Linked DNA regions of Danio rerio: region 2 is linked to region 1. The links are chromatin contacts, called in public Micro-C maps. All regions are on one chromosome and are shown on one strand. The core of a region is the stretch at or near the end of the contact, and the rest is flanking DNA. Distances in the headings are between cores, read along the strand shown.

Evidence for each region. Hi-C and Micro-C count contacts between places; a contact is called where the count stands out from the background.
Region 2: a contact with region 1 is called in a Micro-C map of caudal fin, with 15 times the contacts expected there. The contact joins the promoter of rfesd here to the promoter of cast in region 1. A contact is called at or near these places in 3 of 18 Hi-C or Micro-C datasets (caudal fin, hematopoietic stem cells and an unstated tissue) and 2 of 4 datasets of contacts at active chromatin or transcription factors (caudal fin and embryo).

What each region holds. Positions count from the first base shown.
Region 1 is chr21:13,022,374-13,027,822 of GRCz12tu, reverse strand. It overlaps cast (calpastatin), which reads left to right and starts at 2,614. Exons shown (of 30, transcript NM_001130591.2): 1 at 2,614-2,683; 2 at 3,289-3,345. The coding sequence starts at 2,654. All of the region lies in intron 5 of gtf3c5 (general transcription factor IIIC, polypeptide 5), which reads right to left.
Region 2 is chr21:13,202,569-13,208,716 of GRCz12tu, reverse strand. rfesd (Rieske (Fe-S) domain containing) reads left to right here and starts at 2,575. Exons shown (of 4, transcript NM_001017740.1): 1 at 2,575-2,601; 2 at 4,025-4,197. The coding sequence starts at 4,047. All of the region lies in intron 5 of gtf3c5 (general transcription factor IIIC, polypeptide 5), which reads right to left. It overlaps nudt2 (nudix (nucleoside diphosphate linked moiety X)-type motif 2), which reads right to left and starts at 2,126. Exons shown (of 3, transcript NM_001002323.1): 1 at 2,001-2,126; 2 at 1,373-1,499. The coding sequence starts at 1,496.

The DNA.
Region 1 (5,449 bases), core at 1,365-3,864:
CTTCTGGTGAAAACGAAGCTAAAGCTGCGTGCTGTTTTTAAAGTCAGTGATCTTATTCTTCAGACATGCCGCACAAAAAGAGATGTCATGGTCGTAAGAAAAACAAAAAGGAGGTATGGTTTTTCTTATGCAGTTCACACTGGCTTGTAGTATTCTGATAGCTACTGTTCAAATAAGCTAATGTGCAGTTGTGCATAAAATCATTTTTTTTTTTTAAATATTGTTGTTGTTAGTTTAATCTAATAGAATACTGATTCATGCATGTTGAATAATTTATTATTGTTACTTTGAATTTGAAGTTAAGGTTAGTAATGTTCTGACTCTGAACTGATTCCTTAAACTGTTCTCAAGTGTCACAGGATTTAACTATTGTTCTTTGACTTATTGCTCTTTCCTGTACAACAATTCATCTGTAAAAACCTTTAGATAAATTGAAAACCGCAGTAGTCCAGTTTGGAAATTAATGACTCTTTAGTAGACTCTTTGGTGATTCAAACCCTTCAACGCCACTAGTGTGAAATGATTCTCGAACGACTGGTTCTTTTAGGAACCGGTCCTCTTAGTGAATCAAAGTTGTTCTAGCTATGTCCCAGATGGCACATTATACACTTTGCACTTATGCACTATTTACTTATGCACTTACACACTCAACAGCATAGTATATGAATTTAGTGTCGTTCTAAATAAAACACTATTGTTTTTTTACTAAGGGGAAATTTGAACCATTTCCCTGATGATGTTTGACGGTTGCCAAATTAGTGAACCAAATAATACCAAATAATACCTGCCATGAGTATAACCACATTCACTATTGGGAGGTGGTATAATCACTATTGTAGGAGAATTTCTTTCAAAATCCAAAGTAAAGTAATCCAACATGTCTGCCTGAAAGCTCCGCCCCTTCCGCTACCTGAGCAAAGCAGCGATCCATAAGTACGTAAAGTGTCCACCCTTCATTTTAACAGCTGAATAAGTGCATCATCCGGGTAATTAAAGTGCACTTATTCTTTTGAGAGTTTTCAGTGTGAAAGCACTACTTACACTGGCTGTTTCTCAATTCCAAGAACGCAGAGAATGGTCTTGCATTCTTGAAGAGATCGGTCTTGAAAGGTGTCCTCGGAAGAACGAACTCCGGAGACCGCAAGAACAGAGAACGCGTCCTGTGAGAAATGAGATGCTGCGTTGTTCCTGATAGTCACATGACCTTCAAGTGTTTTTAATGGAAAATTATTTAAACATTACAGCATTCATACAGGGATTTATTGTTTTTCCCCTTTTTAAAATATATACTATGCATAAAAACATTATAAATATACGTTGCACAATACAAATAAAATAGATTTTAATACGAATTTCAGCAAATAAACACCCTTAATGTGTTTATTCCTTTATTAAGATGTCCATGGTAATGTTTATATTCACCATCTCATTTAGGGAAACTCCTGAGGTAAATAAGTCATGTCTCTGAACTTTTATTATAAATCTATTTAAAATGCTGCACTTCCCACCTCCAGTCACAATGACTTCTGGGACTTCTAGAGCGAGATCGGTGCCAAGTCTGCATCGGTGTGTCCTCAATATCAAGAACACATCCGGGAAGTTTAACGCATACTCTGTTCTTGCGGTCTAGAGTATTGGAACTGAACTTTGGCAGCTGATGATGACAATACACGAGGATGCAAGACTGAATGCATATTAAGAAACAGCCACTATTTACACTACAAAATGGCGTAAAATAGTGCATGAGTATGCAATTTGAGACACTCCTCTGTTTTCGTATGAGTCGTTCTTTTTAGTTAACGTTACCTCACATATGAATCACTCGAAGCAGTTATTGAATTCATTTGACTCGCCTATGAACACTTTTACCAATATCTTCATATCCATAGTAATTTATAAACTTTGAGTTTGATTTTTCCTTTTCCTTCGGAATTTTCCGTTTTTTTCTTTTTTAGTTGCTCAACCAATTTCCGGTTTCTGTAAAACATGTCATCACTTCCCGCCAAATTACGTGTTTTTTAAACGCTATTTTACTACGGAAGCCTTCAACCGACTACCAGGATGAGCGTCACGTGCAGATAGTTATCAAAAGGTAGGATTTATGTACACAAACCTATGGCATTACGAGCAAAATAATGTGTTTTGTTTTAGGCCTATCTGTTTGGTTAAATGTTTTGTACTATAGCAGTGCGCAGGTTCAAAGGCTTTTTGAAGCAAAACTCTCACATTATGCTCTTTTAGCATATGCCACTACAAAGAAGCCTTATCTTTGTATTTGCGTTTCAATTAAAGTAGCCTACCTGGTTTAGAAACATAGAAAACACACCTAAATAACCAGAGTTGCGCAATCACTACTAAAGAATGCTTGTGTTGTAAGTCCTGACTGTAATTGCGCCTCTGCATATTTTTTTAAATGCGCAATGCAAATTGAGCTTCGCTTCACATTGCTATGCAATGCAAAAGAGCACACTTGCAAGATAAACCGCCCGATCGTATATTTACTGTAATTATCGGTGCAGTCCTGGTACCCATGCACACTCGCGGGAGTGGCTTTATCTGAGAAAAAAGACAGCAGCATACCTCAGTTGAATGAAAGAAGCTGGCGAGCTCGAGTCGAGGGGGACTTAAGCAAACTTTCTATCCTTCACGCACCATGGCGTACGCAATGTATTGGGCGCGCAACGTAAGTAGATCCTCCACATGTTTTTGAGCTGCACAACTTGTTTAACTTTCGATATAAAGGAGGAGTAGTGGATAAAGCAGGGTCTTGACAAATGTAAACACTTCATGATTAGTTTGGTCTTTGTACATTCTTAGTGATAAAATAATAAGAGTAAAATAAAAACAATATTAGATGTTGGGCGTTGTCTGATTCAGTGTAATGAATGAGGTTTTATTGCGTTTGTTTGGAGTACAAAAGTGTGTTTTGGTTTGCAATTGTAGAAAAAAAAGCTAAGAGAATTTAAAGAATGCAATGACTTGTAGGCTAAAAAAAACTGAGTTGGATCATAAAAAAACTACACAAAATAAAAGTCACCCTAATATATTTTTTTATATACATTCTAAACATTCTGGACAATCTAAGATTTAAGTTAAATGAAGTAGATAAATGAACTAGAATATTCGCTCAAGGGTGTTCAGTTATGATTTAGAGCAGACACAATATAGTATTTAGATTTACTGTAATGTTTAGTCATAATTCTTGGTGTAGTGGTGACATGTCAGACCCTTGGGTTATTGTAAATTTTGTCAGGGTGTTTAATCTTTTCTCTCTCTTTGTCTTTCTAGAATGGAGACACTTCATTTCAAAAACAAGAATACGCTCCACAGACATCAAGGTTCATGGTAAGTGATTTTTATTTTAAATGGGTTTTTTTTGAGTAATTGAATTCAGATTGCTGACATAAGCTCCCTTTATTCTTGATATTTGAATTAAATTTGGAAGTATGGAAAGTAAATTTTAGTTTTTAAAAAAAATGGAAAGAACTGGGTTGAAATGACCCATGAGTTTAACGTTTACAAAGTTAATGTTATTAAATAAAAGCATCGGGTAGACTTAAATAACTAGGGGGAAAATCACTGATTTGTTTTAAATAATTTCATACAGGAAATTTCATTCAGGAGCAGACAATACCTCCTGTTATTCTTGAAAATTCAAATAAAATGTATTAAAATAAGATTTCTAATGCTGTCTAGGTAAAAAAAGTTAATTTCTGTTTTTAAAAAATGGAAAGAACTGAGTTGAAACTGCTCATTGTGAGTGTAACTTTACAAAATTAAAGTAATTAAATAATAAAAAACATCAGTTAGTCTTAAATGACAAGTGGAAAATGACTATGGAGATCCAAATTTATTTTTGTAATGACCCTCTTTAAGAAATCTGCTCAATTAATTCCATCAGAAATATATTTTCCATTAAAAATGAAAAGCACTTTCGCCTCACAGCAAGAAGGTCGTTGATTTGAGTCCGGGCTTGGTCAGCTGACATTTCTGTGTGAAGTTTGCATGTTCTCCCCGTGTTGGTGTGGGTTTCCTCCAGGTGCTCCAGTTTCCCTCACAGTCCAGAGGCATGCGCTATAGGTGAATTTGGTAAGCTAAATTGTCAGTGGTGTATGTATGTGAATGAGAGTGTATGGGTGTTTCCCAGTAATGGGTTGCAGCTGGAAGGGCATCCACTGTGTAAAACATATGCTGGATAAGTTGGCGGTTTATTTTGCTGTGGCGACCTATGATAAATAAGGGATTAAGCAGAAGGAAAATGAATGAATGAAGATTTTCTTTTAGTCTTACCTTCTTCATAGAGCATTGACACCATCTAGTGGACTATGAAAATCATTGCCAGTCAAAGCCATGCAGTTTAACTGCATTACCATATGAGATATAAACTGTAGTTTCTCAAAGCCGTGACTGTCTTATCACCTCAGCTCGTTCCTGTTTGCATATCCACCGCCTGAAAATGTAAAACAGCATTCCTTTATAGCACAGTGTTCAATTAACGTTGAATAGCCATACCTAAAATTCATTTCTTATTCTGCTGTGTATTTAATATATTTATTTTCTTCACCTACTATAGTATAAATGCCCTTGTTCACTAGTAAGTGCATATAGGTCCCTCTGAAAGGCTGCTGTATTTTAATGACCGTCATGACATGTTCTCAGGGACATTTTGTTACTATATATATACACACACACACACCATATATATATTAGGAAACTCATCAGGAGCTCTAGTTACAGTGACACAGACCTGGCAATAATGCTAATGTCCGCCGAACCCAACATGATGCACAATGTTAGCTAGCATAAATATTTTGAAAGGGGAAATTCTGAGGACTTGAAAGCAAGAGTTTCTCAAGATAACACAGCTGGTTTAACTTGCTTTGTGAGGCAGGTGTGTCTGAAAGTGTCTGTCTTCCTGCATGCCGGATAATCTGTCATGTATAGTTCAGAGATTTTATTTATTATAATTCTTAAACGGCTTAAATCATTACTGATAATGAGTCGTCCTCTGCCTTCAGGTGTTAATGTTGGTGAAAATGCACAAAGCTTGAGTCTAAGTGCTTCTGAAGTTTCACAGGAAAGTATGTGGGTGTGTCCATGGCTTTGTTTTCGAAAATTTTCTAATAATGTGTGTGTGAGTGTGTGAGCGCTCACAAATGCAGGATGTTTTTCTGCAAAAGGTCGAGACACACTTTTCCCTTTAGTATTTGGTTATTTGTTAGTATATGCTTTAGTTCAGCTTTGCTAGGTTTCGCATTTGAAACTTTTAGAATTGTACATGTTCACTGCTGTTTAGGGAAAGATTTGGTCCTACTTCATATTAAGTGACATTAACTACTATGTACTTGCATCAAAATGCAAATACAATGTAGTTCATGTGTTTATAATGTATTGCAGAACACTTCTGATGCTCTTAAGGTGGAATACGGGTAGGTTAAGGGTCAGGTTT
Region 2 (6,148 bases), core at 1,326-3,825, 180 kb before region 1:
AAACCCACGCGAAGGCAGGGAGAACATGCAAACTCCACACAGAAACGCCAACTGAGCCGAGGTTCGATCCAGCAACCCAGCGACCTTCTTGCTGTGAGGCGGCAGCACTACCTACTGCGCCACTGCCTCATCTATTCTTTCGATAGTCTACAGAAAAAAACATTGTTTTACAATAACTTACCCAATTACCCTAACCTGCCTAGTTAACCTAATTAACCTAGTTAAGCCATTAAATGCCACTAAGCTGTATAGAAGTGTCTTGAAAAATATCTAGTAAAATATTACTTACTGTCATCATGGCAAAGATAAAATAAATCAGTTAAAATTAGATAAAAATTAGTAATTAAAACTATTATGTTAAGAATTGTGTTGAAAAAAAAAATATCTCCATTAAACAAAAATTGGGGAAAAAAAATAAACGGGGTGAATAATTCAGGGGGGCTAATAATTCTGACTTCAACTGTGTATGTATATGTATATGTGTGTGTGTGTGTGTGTGTGTGTGTGTATGTGTGTGTATATATATATATATATATATATATATATATATATATATATATATATATATATATATATATATATATATATATATATATATATATATAAACCATTTCAATGTGGTCATGCCATTGGCCCATGAACATTTCCTACTTATCAAACTACTTCATAACTGTAACAAGAGCCAATTCAATCATAACTTAATGTTAAAACAGCTCTCATAACATTATTTATCATTATGTGGCTCTTTTTGAATTCTCTGAAGCTGTAGAAATTAAAAACGTAAAACAGGACATAGGTTGGGACCATTGTTTTTGTTTACACCCCTCAAAATGCTCAGCACTAATATTTAATCATATTTATTATTTTTGTTGACACTGTGAATATTTTGCAAGGTGTGAGAGACCTACTGTACCTGACCTATTGTCTGGGTAAAAATATATTTTAACAAAGGTCTTAGATTTTTACAAAAATTATAAATAAATAAATTTGTAATTTAACTTTAAATTTTGTTGATTATTTTCCCCTGCACATTAAAATCTGTTCATTTAAATACTAATTCACTCTCATCTTTATACTTTTCAACTATCATTCAAATAATCTGCTTTACCCATTTTTCAACTTCAGGTTTATCATTTAAAATACTGGTTAGTGTGATCACTTTTTCCTTTATATATTTCTATATGTACAGAACAAAATATGTGTGCTGCTTCTCGTGTGTCTTATGTGTGTGTATATAAAATGTTTTTCATTTCAGTTAATAAGATAATCTCGTCTTTACCACATACATTATTGTCTGTGAGTAGCTAGATAATGACCCAAAATGTTCTTTTGTATTTGATGGAGCACAGTGAACTGATGCTGTGAGATGCACCTTTGGGTGGTGTCCAGTGGTGTTCTCCATATGAGGTCTGCAGCAGCAGGAACTCTATGTTATCAGGTGGAGGCAGCTGAGCCAAACAACGAAAGATGACAAATCCACACGCCCGCAGCGCCATATCCTGGAAACACAATCAACATGTCAGAGACCTGGATAGTGTTATACATATTATTCATTTAGTTTTTAAATTTGAAAATGTTAATGGGTTATATTATTACACATTTAACACACACATATAACACTATTTCTCAGTGTATAAACTACTTTTTGAAACTTTGTTTACTAGATTTCCCTTAGAAAATCATATTTTACGCTTATTGTTGTTTAAGAGTTTCAAAGTCCAAGTTAACTTAGCATTAGACAAAACGACATGCTTTAAGAAACAGCAGTGAAGGCTAATAGACAATTTGAGCTCTACACAGACAAACTAGCTGATTTAAGACGGTTAAAGCCATCTAAAGTCTCCTAAAGGCGTTATTTAAATACACATTGTTGGCTGAAAACACTCATGAACGAACCTGTGCTCGCTTAAGTGGAACAAGCACATGACAGAATGCTAACACCATTCAATATTAGCTTAAAGTAAATGGCGTGGTTTAACAAACGAAATCATTTCACTTACTTCTAGCTGATATTGATTGTCCTTCTCTGTTCAGAACATATGTGACATAGTCTGCTTCGTTATTAAATGAATGTCACGAATAGAGCTTAAAACATACAGGCTACTTTCTGTTTTCAACTGCGGAACCGCCGCGCAAAGATGACGTTCAAGAACACGCAGGGCTGATTCGCTCTATGATTGGCTGACTCGCTGATAATCTAATAATAATAGTATTTTTAATTATTGTTATAAAGAGACAAGAGCTCTTAAATGTGACTTGAAAGGGAATTATTCTATTTTAAATGTTTATCAAAATCAATACATTTAGAATAGAATAGTGTAAACAATCCTGACTGTTTAACATATAGTAAACAATCCTGACTGTTTTTGTATTTCATTTTAGTTTCACGTTACTGGGAATTCATTTATCTTTCAGTTAATAATGCGCCATTAAGTTTTATACATGAAACGAAGATAATGTTGAACGCGTTGAGTTGCTGTGATCTGCAGGGCTGATAGGACCGACCGCAGCACCCGGTGGACTGAAGATAACAAGACCCTCATCCTCATAAGAAACTGACGCACATCGCACAGCATTCACAACCAGCAGCACTAGGACGAGGTAAAACTCTCTCAAATATTTGTGGTAATAATGTCTGTGTGACCAAATGTGATGTAAGAACGTATGTTGATGCTGATTTTATAAGTATATAAGCGTAGTTTTGCTTGGAGAGTTTAACAGTTTTGTATGTGCTCTGCTTTTAAGTTGTTTCATTTATGATAATCGAGAAAACGTGTTTACTGAGGAGAATGGCAGCTAAATACACGCGAGAACTAATTAAATATTAATAGGATACCTAATAATAGTTAAGCTATTTTATTGGTAATCATTTTATTCTATTTATTATTCATCTCCAACAATAAACTAGTTTTCATTTGTTTTAAACCAAATAGATATGTCTGTTGAAAATTACTGTTTATATTTTCCGATATGGACTAACATATTCATCATACTGAAGGGATAGTTCACCCCAAAAAAGAAGATCTACACACTATTTACTCATGCTCAGGTGGTTCCAAACCTTTTTTATGTTGACAACAAAAGAAGATATTTTGAAGAAAGCTGAAAACCTGTTTAAATCCATGTTATGAAAAACAAATACTAAGTCGATGGTCCTGACATTTTATCCTACCCATCAGATTATGCTATCAACACTGTATTTGCATGGTACCCGAGGGTTAGGAATTAGGTAGGTTAGGGCAACATTACAGCTTCACTTCACACTAAAATTTACACTGGAAGCAAAATCTAATTGGCTGCATATTACGTCATCAAAATGTGCTTCCCACTTTTTCATTGGGAGGTAGGACAATCTGACTAGGTAGGACAAAATCAACAGAACACCACTTTCCAGCTTTCTTTAACATATCTTTAACACAAGAAAGAAACTCAAACAGGTTTGAAGCGAGTGAAGTGTGAGTAAATTATCACAGAATCGTCATTTTCACATACTTTTTTGGGTGAAACTATTTATTTTAAGATGGTTTAAATAAACTTGTTGCATCTAAAAAAACAATTATTGTTTAAATGTCCCCCAATTATCACTTTTGACCGCTGCTGTATTGATATGTACAGTTAATAGGTTGATTTGAGCACCCGATTTGTGTTTTAGCATAAAATATTGATAATAAGTAAAAAATTTTGTTACATTTGCATAATTTATTTGATACAATTTATTTGATACCATTTTATTCTTATTGCATTCTAAATTATGCTATGCTATCTATCTATCTATCTATAAAATTAAACATACCTACAATAAATAAATGTATACAAACATCCCACTTTTTACTGTACTTTATAATTTATAGATATTAAAAAAAACTTCTTCTAATTGTGCCAAAGTATAACGAATATAAAAGGTTGTTCTTCAAAATATTTCATTCAGTATTATTATTATCATTAAACAATATATTTAACCAAATTCATCTGTATTTGGATAGATAACAAAATATATTAATTTGACTAAATTCTATTTTCACAGGAAACAATATTAAAGCGCATCCATGGATGAAAAGAAGCCTTCTCGCATGTACTTCATTGGCAAAAAAGAAGAGCTCATTCAGGCCAAGAGAACGACTGTAACGCTGGACGGAAGAGACATCCTTTTATTGTATCATCAGAGAACTTTTTACGCAATGGACCTGCAGTGTTACCGTGAGTAGCATGAAAAGCATCTTTGCTGATTTGTTTCCACTAGAGGGAGACAAAGTATCAAATTGAGCACTGCGATAATGCTGTTGAGGACATGTGCCAAAATCAAAATAATGAGAGGTCATATGTTGTTTGGGTCACCTTTTAATGCACGCGACTACTGCGATTCAAATGATGGGTTGTATTTCCGGTCAGAGGAACTTCCATTCAAGAGAAATGAAACAAATCACTTTAAATGATAAGAGTGCACTACAAATAATCTATTTACATAAACTGTAAAACCTAACATTCAACTTTATCAAATGAAATAAGTGTAGTTAACTCTAAATTGACTGAAAGTTAATTCTACTCATTTGAAAAGAGTTTTGAACTCAGTGTTGAAAGTAATGAGTTAATTAAATACTCCATTACTTCAACTGAAATGGAGTAAGTTCACAGTACTGATTAGTTTAACTCAAATGGTTTGTAGCAATCAGTTTCCTCAAACAGTTTGAGTTACCTTAACTTATTAGGTTTTGCAGTACTCAGTTATTTTGAGTTCTCTTCATTTAATGGGTTTTTACTGTGCTCAAATTGCTTCATTTACTCAAATGGATTAAGTTGACAGCACTCATTAGGATTAGTTTTTAAACTTAAATGGTTTGATGCAATCGGTTTCCTCAAATGGTTTGAGTTACCTTAACTTATTGGGTTTTACAGTGTAGTAAACACTGAACGAGAGGTAGGTTCGGCCTTGTGCTTTATTTTATCCATCATGAAAATAACGTTATGCTTGGTATTTTAACATGACATTAGTTTTACTAGTATTATCTGTGGCCCAACCTTTTTTTGTGTTCAATGTGTTTTGATCTTCAGATTATTTTCACTTTGTATTATGTACAATATAGTCATTTTTAATATTCGACATTGCAGAGTGTGGGCCAAAGTGCTTTGTTCATGGGTTCCACACTGGCTCTATCTAAATTAGCCCATGCGAATCTCACATTTAATCTGACTGACTGGAAACATGCATAAATCCCATATTGGGGCCACTTGAAGGATATATGTTGTATTCACAAGGTTTTGCAAGATAAATTCTTCAAATCCAAAACTTTTTGGACTACTATGACTACTATGTATATATAAACAACATCAGGATTTTAGTTTGGTAAAACCCCTTTTTGATTTTTCCCTCATTCATAGCTAAATAAATTCTAATAAATGCATAATCAAGTGAACACTTTTATTCTGAACATCCAAACAAATAAACAAAAAATGATACAAATGGAAAATAATGCAGTTGAAGTCAGAATTATTAGTTATTATTATTATTATTATTGATTTTTTTTCTTTTTTAATTAATTCCCAAATCCTGTTTAACAGAGTACAGAATTTTTACAGTATGTCTGAAAATATTTTTTATTCTGGAGAAAGTCTTATGTGCTGTATTTAGGCTAGAATAAAAGCAGTTTTTAATTTTTAAAAAACATTTTAAGGTCAATATTATTAGCCCCTTTTAGCTAAATTTATTTTCAATAGTCAACCGAATCAACAAGTTATTAAAACTATTATGTTCAGAAATGTGTTGAAAAAAATTAACTGGGGGGCTAGTAATTCAGGAGGTTTAATAATTCTGACTTCAACTGTATAATAAAATCGATGATATTCATGGTTAAAAAGTGACTATCAAACAAAATGTAATTATTTAAAAAACTTTTAAAGTTCTGTAAAGTGCTTTGAAATGTGCAATTTTATTCAATGTTTGATGTAATCTCAAGCCCAGTTACTGTACATTGCATAAACGTACCATATTTTCATACTTATATGGGTCCCACTTTGTAAAACACACAGCCCATGCCCACATGAATCCCATTAAGGTCCCATCTATTCAAACCCACATGGGACCCACATATATTGCCCATGTTCAGCCCCTGCCCACATGGAACGCATGCAGCCACATGGGGCCAACAATATC